Regions from separate parts of the Dromaius novaehollandiae genome. Here region 1 is linked to region 2. A link is a contact called in public Hi-C data. All regions are on one chromosome and are shown on one strand. The core of a region is the stretch at or near the end of the contact, and the rest is flanking DNA. Distances in the headings are between cores, read along the strand shown. Region 1 overlaps ZNF516 (zinc finger protein 516). Region 2 has its middle 59 kb from the start of ZNF236.

Region 1 (4,025 bases), core at 1,213-3,712, 160 kb after region 2:
ATACATAATAACGTGACCACTATGGCTATCATGTAAGCATCTTCTTCAGAGGGGTAGTTTTGTCTTCATAATGATGTGTGCTTTTATTTGTGAAAGTTAGCTGAAGAGGCTCACTGAATACACTCATATTTAAGTTGGTGTCTACTGTAACATCTGTTATTTTCAACATTGCTGCTTCCCAGATTTTGCCCTCCCACTGCATGGGCTTTTTGGATCCTTTCCCTTTACTTGTCTTAGACTGCTTTTTCCAGAATGAGTCTCATTTGATTATTTTCAGACTGCATTTCTATTCTCTCCAAGTCCCTGTGCATTTATTTCTGTGTCCCCATTATTTTTCCAGCTCTTGCAAATGTGATACGTCCTGGAGATTTAAGTTAGCATGCTGTCTAAGGCCCTTCTGGATCACTAAAGAAAATATCAAGTGAAATAGGACCTCATATAGATCTTTGTAATGTTGCACCTTCTTCTAATGTTAGCCTTTGCTTTTATTCTAAAAGAATTTATTTTCAGCCACTTTTCAAATCAAGCCACAGCATTCATATCAAAGTGCAAATCATTGTCAAATGTTTACTAAAAATCAATCACATCACATCTGCTCTTTTACCTTCACCAGTTTTGTAATGATAGCCAAAAAAAGGGCCCAATTTCTAGCCAGTTCTGCTCTTCTGAATAGAAAGCATGGTTGCATTGTCCTCGGTCTTCTAGTCTGGTTTACTTTATAGGAAGCCTCGTGAATTAAAACAGCTGTGCAACCCGTTCTGAATTTTGGGTTAGTGGTGGACAGAGCTGGGGAGGAAACAACTGGAGTTTATGCATATGAGAGGGGGAAAGAGGGGGAAAGGGAATTAATTTTTATCTGCTTGTGTAAGATGCGTAAGTGATGGCAATTATGTGTGTTTCTGAAGAACCAGTCAAATCCGTAAATGTTCTTACACTTCTAGACCTGGACTTCCCATGAAGTTCAGTGTTTTATACTGCCCTGCTTTGCCCTGCTTTGGGATGCCATCAGTATTTGAAGCTCAGTCCAAACTGAAGGTGTGAGATGAGGTCAGCAGCTGCCCCCTACCTGTGTGCCTTCCTGAATTCCTCCAGTTTAATTGCTGACTGGTTATCAGTGACACACAAAAAACTGTAACCCTTCTGTGATGTGGTAAGAGTGAGATAGGTGCTTTTAAGTACAGCGGGTAGCACGGCTGTTTTGGATAAGAAACAAAGGAATTAAGATAGAAATGGGAAGATGAAAGGGACTGAAGGAAAAGTGAGAGAATGCTTAGCCAAGAACTCTTTCAATGGGGAGTGTGAGTTATAGTCCCTGGAGATCATGCAAAAGGCATCCCATTCATGGCTTTTTGCTTTGACCTGGCCATAATAAAATCTCAAAAGTTTCTGGTGACAGTAATGCCTGCATTGCACTAGTTGAAGCAATATTTTATACCAGTGATTTAAATGGATCGTTAGTACCCCTTTTCAGCTGGGGTAAGCGGCTGGGAGCAAGTAGAAATAAATTTAAACTATTTTTCTAAAAAGGCTCTGACTATATTATCAGATCACGTACTGTCTCCTCTTGCTTTTGCCTTCATCGCAGCCCACCCTGGGCTGCCCAGTACACTGCAGCATTTTGGTCTGGTTGTTGGTATCTGGGGCGTCGAGTACCTGGTGAGAAGTAGGCTAGGGCTAGGGAAAAGCTTTGGCTTGGTGTGCTTAGTACTGGCAAAAAAGTGTGCTCAGGCCTGGAGGTGAAAAGTGTATCTATCCAGATCCTGTATGGGCTTTTTTGCTAGGAGTGGAGCTTGAACAATTAATATAAATACTTCTGCTGAGGCTCCTGATCTGAGCTTTTAGAGTCATTTCTAGTGTGTTAACTACTGTGCGTGTGAGACGGCAGAGGAGATGAATCTGATAAGACACTGCTAAGAGATGTTAGAAGCTGCATTTTGTAATAACCTTACAATTTTTCATATATTGAACTTAAAATATGACTTCTGCATTGTGGCAATTACAGGCTGTGTCCACATTTACCTCATAACTGCCTACATGTATTTTCCCTATTCTGTGCTACATTTTCCACCTGGAAAATGCCCTTTTCTTTGACAGCTGCACTTAACCAAAATGGCTAAAAGAACCATTGCCGTCTGCAGGTTTGCAGTTCCAGTCCAAAGCCTTGTACATGCAGTTGTCAAAAGCATACAGAGCAACAGTCTGTCTGTCCTCCTCCTCTCCTGAGTCCAAACCTAAACTGATTACGTTGCTGCCTCCTCATCAGCTCAGTTCAGTCATCTTTGCCACAATGGCACGGTATGTAGGTTCTGACAAAGTCGCAATGCATCTAGAAGTATCGGACTTGCACAAAGCTGCCTGGGAATCGCTGACTGCTCTCAGTGTGCTCATTCATCATAACTGTGCAGTCCAGCCTCGTCGCCAGCGTTTCCCGGCTCCGTAGGCCCTGAGAACAAGGCTCGCCCTGCTTTCAGACCTCCCCTTTTTTGTGCATTGTGCTCCATTTAGCCCGTAGATTGGTTCAGTCTCCATTGAACGCTGCCACGATTGAATGATTTGTTTTTGCTTTACTTTATTATTTACTACGGTGATCAAAGGACCCACTCCTTGTGATCGTAAAGAGAAGCCTTGAAATCTTATTTAAGAGCACAAATATTTTGGGCTTTGACAGATGTGCTTTGAAAATAACACAGATGTGCAGTGTCAGATTTCACTACTGCATGCAGTGTCTTTGTTTCAAACTGTAAATTTAACTAGTAGTGCCGAGCATGTGCTTTCCCAAGGCCTTGCCCCCTGCAGCACGAGAAAGATGTTAGTCTTTTTTTTTAACCCTGACGTTATCCCTTTAGAGACTTTGAAACGAAAATGATCTGAGCAGAGTGAGCGTTCAGCCCTCCAAGACTGCAAATCTATGGGTTATTTTTAACCTAATTACCTCGAATTAAACAAAAGCTTAGGAATTTTTTGCTTGAATTGAAAGTGAGGTTAAATAGACTTTATTTGCAGTGAAACTTCAGCTGAAGACATACTTCTTCCATTGTGCAGTTTAGAGCAATGCCTATGGCACTGCCTTCTATTAAAGAGCAGTACTTGATTTTCTGAAGCACTGGCTTTTATGAGTTGATGCAAGAGGATATGCAGCTACAGAGCAGTTCACTCCTTTCCCATTCTGCAGATGTGGTGATCACTTTGGACTGGTGACATTTTCGATGGAACATAGTCTCCTTACACTTGCCTGGCAGTGGCTCATTAACTGCATGTTAATTGAAACTGAAAGTTTGTCAGATGATTCAATTCAGTTACATGTTAAATGGATTCAGTGAAGTAAGCATTACTGCTGTGATGAAAATCTCAGTGGAATTGATTTGTGAACTGATTTGGAGGGATTCAACGACTTTATCAGCAGCTCTGAGAGATCGGTGTTGTGAGAGCTGGCGGAGGTTAGCTGTGTGCTGAGCAAAACAAATCAAACTGTTCTGTTTCCCCCAAACTGCTTTAATTACTGCCCAGTATGCTGCCTTTCTAGGATGTGTGTTAGATAAAATTACTCAGGAGAGCTGAGAAGAGAAGAAGAAAATGGAAAGATTTGAAAATCTGGTTTGAATTCTGTGAGGTAAATAGTCAAAAATATTGAATTCCCTGTCTCTCAGTGGACTGAGCAGTCATAAACTTTACCTAAGTTTGACTCAAACGTATGTTAAAATAAAAATGTATCTGCTTTAAACTAACAGACAGAAAATTCAAAATTTACGTTCCCCATAACTCATCTTTTATATTGGGCCACTACAAAAGTCTCTGTTAAGTGAGCAATTTATTCTGTATGCTGTATCTGCTTATATGCTTGGTTTCAGTGTGGAGCCAGTTTTTATTGCTGAGTTATAAACCCTTTGAAAATAGGGGCTTGTAATGGAAACGCTGACAGACCTTTAACTAGGTCAGTCTTATCTGGCTCCATTATCTTTGCTTTTGTTAAAGCATTAAATGGCTGCATATTTGTTTATTTTTTTTGCACTCTCAGATTTTAACAT
Region 2 (3,602 bases), core at 654-3,153:
AATAATAGTCACCATGCAAACAAAGTCACTGACCTATTTCTTTTCATACATATAAGTAAACACTAGTGTTTCGAATTTTCATACATACCATTTTTAGTACCAGCAATTTACTTTATAGACCATGCATAACGTGCTATCTTATTGGAAACTACGCTTTTTCCCAAAAAGCCTATTTTTATTTATTTTTCCCAATTTATTTCACCAGGGATTTTATTTTTCTTACCCAGAGACAATGAAAGCTCAGTACTGTCATTATAAAACCAGATCACTTCTATTTTCACTTTACCTACCTCTGCACATAGGTGCAGTGACTTGAGGGCTGCCTCTGACTGTAAATGAGCAATTTAATAGCAGTATGTTTAGATATGCTTCAACAGCCACTTCTGACTCATCAGATTATTTTCAGACTACTTCATTCTGCATTTTTAAAAAATACTGGGCCGTGCTACCACCCGAGAAGAACATCTTAATGACGAGCTGCTTGTGATTGAATTGACATCTTTTGCTTACAATGGAACGGGCCTTTTCTCCTACCTCCCCAGCATGACACTCCAAAACAATGTATTAGATTGAGCTGGCTTGTGCCATACTGTTCAGAATCTACGGCTGCATTCTTTGTTTGTTGTATATGCATTGTTCACATTAATTCTATGCAAAATCATATGCACTTAAATAAGCAAGGGATCTATCTGTAGGTGTCATGAACCCGCAAACAAATGTTTTTAACCAGCTGACACCCAAAGGGAGTGTGAATATATAAACACAACACACACATACTCACACAGCAAAGAGGTAATGGAGTTTGCAGGGAATACTGCAAAAGCATTAGTTCAGAGGGCTGTTTCTCCTTTTAATATTGGGCACACAATAACATCTTCCCTCCAACCCTTCTAAGTTATGACTACGTGTGTTGTGTGTCTGCAGTATATCGCGTCCTTAAAGATAACCACCCACATGTATGGGAAGAGAGGCAAAGAGAGAAAGAACATTTATGGAAATGCTGAAAAGAAAAAGTATTTGATATTTGCTATATTATGGTCTCTGCTGCTATGGCTGTTTTTGTCCCATCTCAATAGCGGTTAAATAATGTAGCACAGTAGCTGCACATTCTGGGCCAAATTCACTGCTAGAGTAACCCTAGTGATGTAATACACATATTTCCCTCTCTTTTAAGCAATGTAAATCCATATAATACCACTGAATTTAGGGGCATTACTCCAAGACTAAATAGATATAACTGTGAGCAGAATTATCTGACTGAATCAAGCTGTTCAGAAAGAAACCAAAGATGTGCCAGAGAGAAAATGCCTTGTATTTTATTGCTCTGTGACAAGCCTGACCACTCTAACATTCACATGTATTTTAGGTTTAAGCTAAAGGCCTATGAAAATAATTTTTTTTAAGTCCAGCAACTCTTCTACATCACTCTTCGTAGCAGTAAATATAGGCATTTTAACAGATTCCGGATTTGGGTGTTGCCTAGGTCACTTTATTTGGAGGTTTGGGGTGGGGTGGAGGGTTGAGAAAGGATTATGCCCAAACTTTGGCTGCTATTATTTCTGCAATATACTGGACAAATGTTACAGTTTCTTAACTCCCATTGCCCAAATTTAAACTGCTTCATAAACAGAATTTAAACATGCTTTAGCTAGTGCTTGCATGAGATTAAACTTTTCCTCTAATACTCTTCCAAAATCTGTGTTCCAGCTGAGGGCAGCGACCTTACAAACAAATAAAACGTTTTGTTTCCATTCTCTGTATTTGTCTCAATGGTCTGAAATCTTTCAAGCTTCCCTTCCCTTCCCCCTCCTTCTCTTTGGCTCTGCTTTAGCTTCCCCCAGTACACAGAGCCCGATACGCAAGCTTCCTTATTGGGTAACATTTGGCAAGTTTAACTGCTGCTGTCCAGTCAAGGAAGCTTTCTGTAGTGACGTCTGCCAGTTTTTACAACAGCAGCATGGGGAGTCTGAACTCAGCAGTCAACAGCTTGTGGGATTAAACAGGAAGAGCAGAAATAATAAAAAAAACCCACCATCAGCTCCTTCAGGCTCAATAAGATCTGGTGATTTTTGATATCTCGAATCGCTGGGATATAGAGTCAGAATGCTTTCTCCTTACTTTGTTCCCTTTTAGTATTTCAGTGTTGCATCCGGAGCTGCTGTCATGGGATTTTGTTTTTCAACTTTAAGACATTTTTAAGCGTTATTTGATATTTGTGTATTTTAATTGGTCAGGGATACAGTATGGGAGAATTATGCAGTGACATAAATGATGGTGGCTCCTCAGTGCCAAGCAGAGCTCACATGTAGCGTGTTGGCTGCTTATTGTCTCTGCTTAAAGTAAAAATCCTGTGAGAATAGCGACTGCAAAAATAGTGCCATTTTACTTCATGTCATCAGTCCTTAATAAATTTAGGGTTGTCTTTGTTTATTTCAGTAACAAAAATTAATATATATTTTATTGGAACTGTATATTCTACTAATACTCCCAGAGTCATGGGACCAGTGGTAGTCTGTAAGACAGTTCCATCTTTGCATAAGTTTTCTAAAGTAAAATCATCATATAAAAGTGCATTGTGTTGCAAGCAACTGCATGGAAACATGAGGGTATTCTACATCCTGTCTTATGACCAAAGACATTAGCAACATTTTATTTGTAGGCGTTAGTTTGCTTGAGAAGGTTTTCTTTCTTTGTTCAAGTGGAGATTGCCAAATGAGGTGTTAAAATAAAATAAAATAAAATAAAATAAAATAAAATAAAATAAAATAAAATAAAATAAATACCCTTTCTTTAATCACTATGCTAAATTTGGTATGACAGACACCCATATAAACACAGAATCTTAATTTTAAAGAGTTAGAATTCTAAATAAAGACATCATTGAAAGAAATAATTTTAGGGAGAGTGAAAGAAAAGTCCAGGTCAGAGACTGAATATGCTTAGTAATAATCTCTCTTTAAAAATAGACTCTCCCTCTGGTTTTGGCAATCCTCCAAAATTCTACTTTTGAGACATCCAAAACAATGGAGACGTTATACCAAGAACTCATGGAACAGTGTCCTTATTGCCCAGATGGTTTATAAAAAGCATCTTGTCTCAGCTAACCTTTCCACATATATAAAATTAATGGCCTCAAAAGACAAGTAAATGTTTACTGCCTATAGCAAACACATTGCAGAAGTCCACTTAGATGGTACTAACTTTCCATTAATTTTTTCTACATCTTGCTAGAATAAGCAGGCAGCCATCATGTTACTCCCATATGTAAGCCCAGATTTTGAAAGTGTTGATTCCCACAGCTAGATTCTTCACACCATACTTAAGGTGCTTAGTTGAAAATGATCAGATTGTCAAAGCTGTCGGAAGCACACAGTTGCCACTGACATCAAGGAGATTTGCAGCTTCTTGGCAAGTCAGGCCTCTTCTCTTTGGGCACCTAAATATGGCTAAATATGGCAATTATTTTGACTCAATTAGTGATTTTTCTATTAAAATTACTGAGATGATACCTTCCCAAATTCAGAGAGTTTCCTACATACAAATATGTCCTGTTCCCTTGCTCACAGAAAGCCTGTGATGTATGAGTACTTCACATCTGCATA

Evidence for each region. Hi-C and Micro-C count contacts between places; a contact is called where the count stands out from the background.
Region 1: a Hi-C map of ovary shows a contact between it and region 2, with 2.3 times the contacts expected there. The contact joins two enhancer-like sites. A contact is called at or near these places in 2 of 4 Hi-C or Micro-C datasets (brain and ovary).

What each region holds. Positions count from the first base shown.
Region 1 is chr2:106,645,554-106,649,578 of bDroNov1.hap1, forward strand. The region is part of intron 2 of ZNF516 (zinc finger protein 516); the gene reads left to right. Among named protein-coding and RNA genes, the nearest start is that of ZNF516, 86 kb to the left of the region's middle. Within about 2 kb of position 2,463, at least 2 of the 2 cell types and tissues checked have open chromatin away from gene starts, as enhancers often do.
Region 2 is chr2:106,482,993-106,486,594 of bDroNov1.hap1, forward strand. No RefSeq gene overlaps it. Among named protein-coding and RNA genes, the nearest start is that of ZNF236, 59 kb to the left of the region's middle. Within about 2 kb of position 1,904, at least 2 of the 2 cell types and tissues checked have open chromatin away from gene starts, as enhancers often do.